Linked DNA regions of Canis lupus: region 2 is linked to region 1. Evidence: chromatin contacts called from public Hi-C data. All regions are on one chromosome and are shown on one strand. Each heading gives the region's core, a stretch centred on a gene start, on an enhancer-like site or on the middle of the called end of the contact. The rest is flanking DNA. Distances are from core to core; before and after follow the strand shown. Region 1 has its middle 23 kb from the start of CFAP20. Region 2 holds the start of MMP15 (matrix metalloproteinase-15).

Region 1 (4,264 bases), core at 1,217-3,716:
TTCCCCACAACTGGCCAGGCTCTCTCCAGCCTCTCCTACTCACTCCATAGAGACCACTCTGCAGGGCTGTGGTTCAGCCCCAGCTCCCAGTGCCAAGGCCTGCACACAGTAGGACTCAGCATTATCGACTGAAGGGCCTGCAGATGGAGGAGAATGAGCTCCCAGTGGTGCAGGGTCTCTTGGATGGGGGTAGGGAGCACTTTGCTCCTCCCTTTCTGGCTTCCCTCCTCTAACCACTTAGGTAGCTGGGAAGATTGGGGGGCGGTGCCTGCGAGAGGGAGGGGCTACTCTCCCCCACATTGTCTCTGTTTGCCTCGCCTTGGAAGGGCCCACTCCACCCCTGCTCTGTTGGCCCCATTTCTCACTTCCGCTTCCTGAGCCCCTGATGCAAACTGTCCCCTCCTCTCTGTATTTCCGTGTTCAAATTCCAGGCACAGGGATTTGAAGGCTGAGTCCTGGGTCACCAACCAGTCAAGAATTCATCAGCCAGTCATTTCCAGCAGACACTCAAAAGCCTATTCATTCATTCAAAATATGTGCTTTGCGCACCAGACTGGTGCTGGGCACTGTCCTAGGTGCTGGGGATACAGCAGGGGAAAATGGACGCAGGCCCTGCCCTCTTGGGCTTACAGTCCAATGGGCTCCTCCCACCTCACTCCACTTTTGGGAACCTCCACCTTCCTCCCTGATAAAGATTTCTTGCTTTCTCCTCTTCATGAAACCCCTTCTGAAGCCCTCTATGAAGGCAGACACACTGCCATGGCCCTAGAGGGAGGCCAGCTGTGATGATACCCATGAGGATGATGAAACACAACAAGAACCGTCACCATGACAACACTCCTGCGTGCTGGGTTTGGCTCTAAGCACAGTCCATCCATTCTCAGTGGATCCCCGCCACAGTCCTATGGGGTGCTGATTACTATTGTAATTCTTGTTTCTGTAAAATGCAACGGCTCAGGGAGGTCAACTTTATGGCCTGAATTCACAGGGCTGGTAGGAGCCAAGATTCAAGTCTACATTGGCATGTCCCAGAGGGAAGGGTGTACCCTCTGGCCACTTGGCTCTTCCCTGCCCAGAGTGCTCTCATCTGTTCATCTCATTGCCCTGCAATGACCCCACAGGCAAAAAGGCAGGTGCCACCAGAGTATGGTCCCCACCAAACTTGCTTTCTGCCTGGAGGGATGTGCTGCGGAAGTCCGTCTGGAAGAGGGGGTGGGCAGTGACCATAAGCTGCTCCGCTAGCCCTATCCCTTACAGGCAGCTCCCCCGCAGTCCCAGTCTCTGTCCCAGGGACCTCCTTTCCTTCCCCACTGTTGCAGTGGCACAGGGTCAATACGGGGAGGTTGTGCCCACCTTCCCCACCCCTTCCAGCCAATCCAGACCACACTCAGGACACTAGCTAAATGTTTTGCATCCTCCATCTTGAGCCTGTTTCTTCTCTGGCCTGTTGTCCTCTACACCCCTGGTTTCAGGGATGACCGTGTCCTGCTCCCCAACACCCCCTGTAATTAATCATACAGACTGCCCTCCCAGTCAGGCCCCGCTCTGGCGCCTCCAGCCCACCCTGTTGCCAGACCCCAACACAGCCATCCATGTCTCCTGGTCAGAAGCCAGTGACCAACTCAAAATAACTATTTCCCTTCCCTCCAACACAACTGTCTTCCCTGGGGAGGATAACAGCTGCAAGGGATTAGGGGTGGGGAACAGAACCAGAGAGAGCCCCCCACCCTCAGCCCTACACCCAGGCCCAAACCCACAGAGCTAGAGGCTGGGGCAGTGGATGTGGGGGCGAGGAGGGAAGAAAGTCCCTGTCCCCAGGAGCAGGAGGCACTGAGGGGAGCTGGAGGGCAACAGCCACCCCCAGCACAGGACCCCCTACCCCCCACCCCAGGCCCACCCGTGGCCACTGGGCCAATCCAAGCCTGAGGCTGCTGCCTGGAAGTCAGGAAGAAGGAACTGCATGCTTTGCTACAACAGGAAGCCGAGGGGTGCCCCCTTCCGAGCCTTTGCTCCTGCTGTTCCCTCTGGATTGCCCTTCCCTTTATGGCCGGCGTCCATTACCCCCAGCCCCTCAGAGTCCTCCATAAAGCCCTCCTTGAGCCCCCAGCTCCCCAACCACATTCAAAGACTGGGAATTACAGCCTTCACCTGGCCACACACCATCTCTAATGGTATGGCTCACAGGAACAGAGGCCCGGCACTGAAACGGCACAACCACCTTCAGCTGGAGGAAATGGGGGCTCTTTCGGACGCTACTGTTGAAGTGGACCGGCCGGGCCTCACTCTGAGCAGCGACCTCTCACCCCGGGGCTAGCTCAGGCCAAAGGACAAGGGGAGGCATGACTGGGCTGGGGAGAGCCCAGTCCCCAAGGCAGGGGCCGCCCCAGGTACGTCTTCCAGGAATAGGGCAATCGCTGCCTTACAGGGTGCTGCTTTTCTCTCGGGGTGGCTCCTCTGTGCGGGAGCTGGAGTCTGGCCGCGCGGAACCGCCATCCCGCCCCGGGGCCGCTCTCCCCGCCCGCTCTCCCCGCCGGCCCCGCCCACTTTCCCCGCAGGCCCCGCCCACTCTCCCCGCAGGCCCCGCCCACTCCCGCCGGCCCCGCCCGCTCGCCCCGCCCGCCCCGCCCGCTCCCCCCGCCGGCCCCGCCCGCTCTCCCCGTCGGCCCCGCCCACTCTCCCCGCCGGCCCCGCCCACTCCCGCCGGCCCCGCCCACCGGCCGGCTCCTCAGGCGCTGCGCACCACGCCTCCGTCGTCCCTTTCCTGGGGCAGCTGGAGCTTTGCTTTCTCCCGCCAGGTCTTGGTCACACGTTTAGAGCCCGCATCCCACACAAACACGAGAGCGGGCATGTCTCACGGACCTTCACCTGGCTGGCGGCTCTTTTCCTCCTGCCGTTTTTTTCTTCCAACTTTGAAGACAATCTTACATTACACATATTTTTGGTAAACCATCTCATACTTTTTGGAACCGAGATGAGATCTATGTTAGCAAGTAAATAAATATTACCTGTTCTGTCCCGTGCATTTAATTTATCCTTTCTTCCCCTTGCCTGAAGCCCCTTGGTGTCTGGAAAGGGGTGGGTAATAAAAAGGACCAGCTGGCTTTGCTTTCTTACCAGCCTCCTGTGTTACTTAGGTTTTGGTAATCTGTTGCTACTTAGGGAACCACCTCAGAGCTTTCCGGCTTAAAACAACCAATTTTGGGCGGCCCCAGGTGGCTCAGCGGTTTAGCACTGCCTTCAGCCCGGGGTGTGATCCTGGAGACCTGGGATCGAGTCCTGCATTAGGCTCCCTGTGTGGAGCCTGCTTGTGTCTCTGCACCTCTCTCTTGAATAAATAAATAAAATCTTTTAAAAAAAAGGAACAATTTTATTTGCTCCTGGTTCCTGCACCTTGGCTGAGCTCTCTGGGCATTTCCATTGTCTGGTCTTGCTGGGAGCCACCTGCCTAGTGTCACTCAGCTGGAAACTGAGGTCATGCTTTTGCATATAGTTCAGGCCTCCAGTCCATCCTGGTCCAAGTGGCTCTCCATGCAGTTGCCCAGACGATGGCTCTAGCAGAAGTCCTAAGAACAGAGAGTGTTTCCAATAGTAAAAACACAGAAACTGCTAGGCCTCCCTAACTAAGGCTTTGATTCAGAACTGGCACAGTGTCACCTTTGCCACATCCCGTAAAGTAAGTCACAGGCCCAGCACTACACAAGGTGTCCATACCAGCAAGCAATGTCTATTGCAGGCCACCAAATTCGTAGGCTGTCATAATGTACTTGGGATACACTGGAAGCAATTCGTGAAAGATTATGACAACAGGAATCTGACGTGATAGAAATACACAGGCTTTGAACTTCTCTATTTTTACAGTTGAAAAAAGATAAGAAATAAAGGGGAGACTGAGAGGAGGCATCCAGTTCACTGTTCTGGGTGGACCTGTCTCAGGCAGCTGTCATGGCGAGTCCCCTTGATTTCCAGGAAGTTGAGGCTTTCTGTCTGATGGACCCTAAGTGAGCAGGGAAGCTGTTGCTGATGCCAGGGCCTATCCCTTTGGGAAATGAGCCTTCAGGCTGAGCCTTCCATTTACAAGAGGCCTGAAATGTAGGCTTGAGACGTCATGTCTCAATGAGGTTCAGAACGGCCAAAGTATCCAGCCAGGAGTGAAAAAAGATGATGCTCATCACTCATCATGCAATTCTGAACTTGCATTGCATCCCCAAGGTTCATCACTTAAAATGCACCGTTTTTAAATAATCCAGTCATCCCTCACTGTCCA
Region 2 (4,524 bases), core at 1,199-3,698, 55 kb before region 1:
CCTCTGGCCCAGGGCGTGATCCTGGAGACCCAGGATCAAATCCCAAGTCGGGCTCCCGGTGCATGGAGCCTGCTTCTCCCTCTGCCTATGTCTCTGCCTCTCTCTCTCTCTGTGACTATCATAAATAAAAAAATTTTAAAAAAAGGAATGAACTTAAGTTGAACGGAGGAAAGAAGAATTTCTCTTCTTCCCTTGAGCAAGAGGGGAAACTGACAAAGATTCTTTGATTGAATCTTTAGTTGGGATTCCCTGAACCTTCTCCCCAAGGAGGCCCTTCTGTGTACTTCCTTCTAGAATCCAGTTTAGCAAGAATCCTGCTAAGTCAGTTTATCCAGAATTTCCCACCCTGAGATCTTATCATGCTCAGCATCCCTTCTGCCCCCCAGGTGATATCTAATCGTCTGGGCCTCCTGCAGCCAACCTCCACCCCCATCCTCACCACCCCTCACCTCCCATTCCACTTGTTTTTTGGCTTTCCCCCCTCTTTAGGTTGTATTTGGAGTTGGAATTCTATACTGAAATCTCTCTTCCCCTACTGCAAGTTTTTTTTTTTTTTTTTTTTTTAACAAAATGTATCATTGCCAAGTTTAACTTTTGTTTTCTTTCTCAGTGGTCTTTTTCTGCACCTGCCAGGTCTCTCAACAGGCCATTTGCAAGCTCAGCCTGACCTCTCCCATTTCCGGGAGGTGAGGCAGCCTGGGCCACCCCAGGGCTCACTCTAGAGAAACCTGCCCTCAGGTAAGGGAAGTTCCCATCACCAGTGCTGGGAAGTGGCAGAGGAGAGGGAAGGTCTCCACCCTCCCGCTGGAGTCATCACCTCCTGACCTTGGGGCCAGTCTGTGGGGCCAGGACTGCACTTGCTCTCGCAGTATCTGTGGACTTTAGACCGGGGCCTTCCGCATCCGTGCAGAGGCATCCATGCAGACGGATCTCAAGCTGCTCAAGCTGGATCTCAGAACTAAATCTAGCATCTAGCACTTTCAGCTCCACTCTGTGGAAGTTTTGCCCACTGGCCCATCACCTCGTGGAACCGCACCGTTACATTTCACTTACACAAAACAGGGTCCTCTGCTTCAACAGCGGAAGCGTGGAGACAGCAGGGCGCCTGGATGGCTCAGTCGGTTAAGCGGTTAAGTGGCTGCCCCTAGGGCCAAGTCTTGATCCCTGGGTCCTTGGATGGAGTCTGGCATCTGGCCCTCTGCCCCTGCCTCTCTCCCTGTCTCTCATGAATAAATAAATAAAATCTTAAAAAAACAAAAAGTGTAGAGACAACAGAAGCATACCTAACCCTGGGCTGCCCTTTGCCCCGCATTCCAGGTAAGGACATGGAGGCGGCAGGTAAGCGGCTAAAAGTGCACCTGCCTCCCTCTGAAACCTGTCCTCTCGCCCTTGCAAGGTGCCCAACCTCACTGGGCAACTGAGGAGGGTCACTCAAGGACTCATGACGTCCTGAGGCTTTTGGAAAGACACACCATGAGGTTTCTGTTTATCCTTTTTTCCCCCTAAGACAGACCCTCGGGTCCCTGTTCCCTCGGCCCCCCTCCCTGCCCTCCGCTGCCTTAGTATCCCTCCCTACGCACCCGCCAGGTGGGAGAAAGAAGAGTCTTCCTCCCTCCTGGCTCCCTTCCTCTCCAGGGGGTCGCTGGGGAGGGGGTGGGAACGTCAAACCCGCTCTCCAGAAGCAAGGTGGGAGCGACGGGAGCGGGCAGGGAAGGGCTGCCTCCTTCTGGGGAGAGTCAAAGGGCCGCCCGTTGGACTCCGCCGCCGGCACCTGCTACGGAGAAGCCCTGGGGCTGAGGCGCCGCCCCCGCCCCCGCCGGGCGGGCGCGCGGAGAGAGCGCTGGCCCTTTAAGAGCGGCGGCCCCGGCGCGCGGGGAGGAGGCTTGGGAGCGCCCCGAGCTGCGCCCAACTCGCCGGGGACGTCGGGCGCCGGCTCCCGGGCTCGTCCACTCGCTCCGGCCGGCTGCCTGCGCCTCCTCCCGGGACTGCGCGGGGGCCCGGGCCCGGGCGGGCGCGGGGCGAGCAGAGTCCCCGGGCGGGGGGCGCGCGCTCTGGGCAGCACCCGGCCCCGGGCATGGACGGAGGGAGCTGGGCGCGCAGGGGGCGCCGCGGGGCCGGGCGGCCGGAGCGCTGAGCCAGACAAAGGCTCGGGAGTCGCGCTCGCTCCGGGGAGCCGGGCCCGGGCGCGGAGGCTGCGGGACCCCGCGGCGGGCGGCTCCGGCCGGCGCCCCCCGCGGACCTGCCCCGCCCGCTGCTCCCCGGGCGTGGGAATTTGCCGAGCGGACCCCGGCGGCTCCGGCGGGGCCCGGGACCCCGAGGTCTGCCGCGCGCCCGCCGGGCGCGGAGCCAGGGAGCGTCGCAAGTTTCCGAGCCGCGTGCGGGGCCCCGGCGCCGGCCAGCGAGGAGCCGGGCGTGGAGCGCGCCGGGCCGGACTGGGCGCCGAGAGCATGGGCAGCGACCGGAGCGCGCTCGGACGGCCGGGCCGGGCGGGCAGTGTCCTCGGCGGCCGGGAGGCGGCGGCGCGGCCGCGGCTGCTGCCGCTGCTCCTGGTGCTGCTGGGCTGCCTGGGCCGCGGCGCGGCGGCGGAGGACGCAGAAGTCAACGCCGAGGTAAGGACCCCGGCCCGGAGCCTCGGGGCGGGTGGGTGGGCGGGGGGAGCCACGCCCGCAGCCCGGAGGGGGTGGAGGCGCGGAGACGAGCCGGGGTCCCGGAGATGGGGGGCGGGGAAGACCGGGGCCCGGCGACCTGCGGCTCCCCAGCCCGCGCTCTGCGGCGCGCCTCCTCCCGGATCCTGGAGGGCGGAGGACTCGCGCCCGCTGCACCCCCAGGGCCCTCCGCGGCGCTGAGCCGCTTCTGCTGCCCCCAGCCCTCGCTCCCCTCCGCGCCTCTCCCCGCGCGGCCGATTCCTCGAGAGCCCTGGGGCGCGCCGTGACGTTCTCTGCGAATGGGGAGGGGGCTGCCCTGGGCGGACCGAGCCGAGCGCGCAGCGCGCCCGCCGCGGCAGCCTCTGGCCCGGGTGACAGCGAGCCGCGGGCCGGGGGCGGGGGGGCGGGGGGCAGGGCCGCGAGCCTCCCAGACAGCGGTCTCGGGTCGCGGGGGCGCCTTGGCGACTTTCTTGGGCTCTTGAGCAGAAGCCGCCCCAGGGCCAGGTGGGTTCGAGGGAGACCCCGCGTCCGCGGGCGCTTCCTCCCACTAGCGCCCCTGCGCCGCCGCCTGGGTGGGAGAGGGCGGACTCCCATCGTGTTTTCATCAGGAGCCCACTGACGTCCCTACGGAGCCCGATCTCCGGATGGGTCCCGCGGTAACCAGGCACGGCCTCCTGGTGGAGCGGGGTCCCCCGGGCATCCCCCGCACCACACGCCGGCCCCTCGGGTCGCCCAGCGCCCTCCTCCCGAGCACCGACAGTGAGGGCACCAGCTCCGCCCCAGCAAGAGGGGAGCGTTCAGTCCAGACTTCTAAGCCCCGACTCCCTGCCCCGGACCAGCAGAGGGGTGGATTGGGCAGGAGCGAGGGGATGGGTGCAGGGCTCGGGCCTCGGGACCCTTGGGCCGGCCTGGAGCCTCCCGCAGCCCGGGCTGTGGGCCTGAGTGCCTTCTATTGGCCGCCGGGCCGGTGCTGCCTCCCAGCCACCCCCCCACCCCCGCGCTTCCCCACCTCCCCGGCAGCCTGGGAGATTTTTCCGATGGAAGCCTGCCCTTCCCCGCCCTGCTTTAATAAAAGCTTGGAGGAAGGGCAGGGAATTCCTCCCGGCTCAAGTTACACCTCCCAGCCAGTTCCCCACCTGCTCTGCCCTCCCTCCCTGGCCGGGCTAGGGAAAGCTGCGGGGAGCCTTGGCAGGAGGTGGAGTGGGAGCCCAACCCATGCCCAGTCCAGCCGCCCCCCATTTCACACAAGCAGTCAGGCAGAGGCTTATAGGGAGCTCCTGCCGGTGGGGACTCCCATCCAGGCAATGGGTAGAGAGTGCTTATCCAGTCCACCTGCTACCCTCTGGAGTGGAGGACCAAAGGATTGCAAGTCATATTACAATATTACAATCTATTTAAGAATGGCATCTCTGTAAAGGAAGCAACTACAGACCAAGCTGGATTGGGTGGCCCTGCCTGTGAATTGGCATCCTGGATGGCCAGGAGTTGGGGCGCTAGGAACTGTGGTTTGAGGGGCTTTCCTCTCTTTCCTTTGCTTCTGGTCCTCCATCGCCCCCCTCCTCTCCTAGCTGAGGGAGTACCCACAGCCCAGGCCTGCACTGTCAAATCTGAGCCTGTGGTGGCTCTGGCTAGAGATTTGTGACTGGCCTGCAGTCCATCTCCTGGGGGAAAACTTGGGTTAACTCACTGCTGGAAGAGACACTGGAAGGTAGAAGGATGTTGGAAGCCTTGATGTTGGAAGCCAAGGTAGACAGGGGGCCAGAGACAAGTGGGCTGCCCCAGCAACTAGAGTTGGCTTTGGGGTACAGCCCGTTCTTTGAAGTCTGTCAAGTCTATCCAGATCTGGGCCCCAAAAGTCAAATGGCTTCAGTAACCAGCC

What was found. A called contact is a pair of places that touch in the nucleus more often than the background predicts.
Region 2: a Hi-C map of skin fibroblasts shows a contact between it and region 1, with 1.5 times the contacts expected there. The contact joins the promoter of MMP15 here to the enhancer-like site in region 1. A contact is called at or near these places in 2 of 9 Hi-C or Micro-C datasets (amygdala and skin fibroblasts).

Annotation. Positions count from the first base shown.
Region 1 is chr2:57,737,628-57,741,891 of UU_Cfam_GSD_1.0, reverse strand. No RefSeq gene overlaps it. Among named protein-coding and RNA genes, the nearest start is that of CFAP20, 23 kb to the right of the region's middle. Within about 2 kb of position 2,466, at least 10 of the 20 cell types and tissues checked have an H3K27ac peak or open chromatin away from gene starts, as enhancers often do.
Region 2 is chr2:57,792,545-57,797,068 of UU_Cfam_GSD_1.0, reverse strand. It overlaps MMP15 (matrix metalloproteinase-15), which reads left to right and starts at 2,448. Exons shown (of 10, transcript XM_038530923.1): 1 at 2,448-2,609. The coding sequence starts at 2,448. LOC111092702 (a long non-coding RNA gene) reads right to left here and starts at 1,759. Exons shown (of 3, transcript XR_005355713.1): 1 at 1,054-1,759.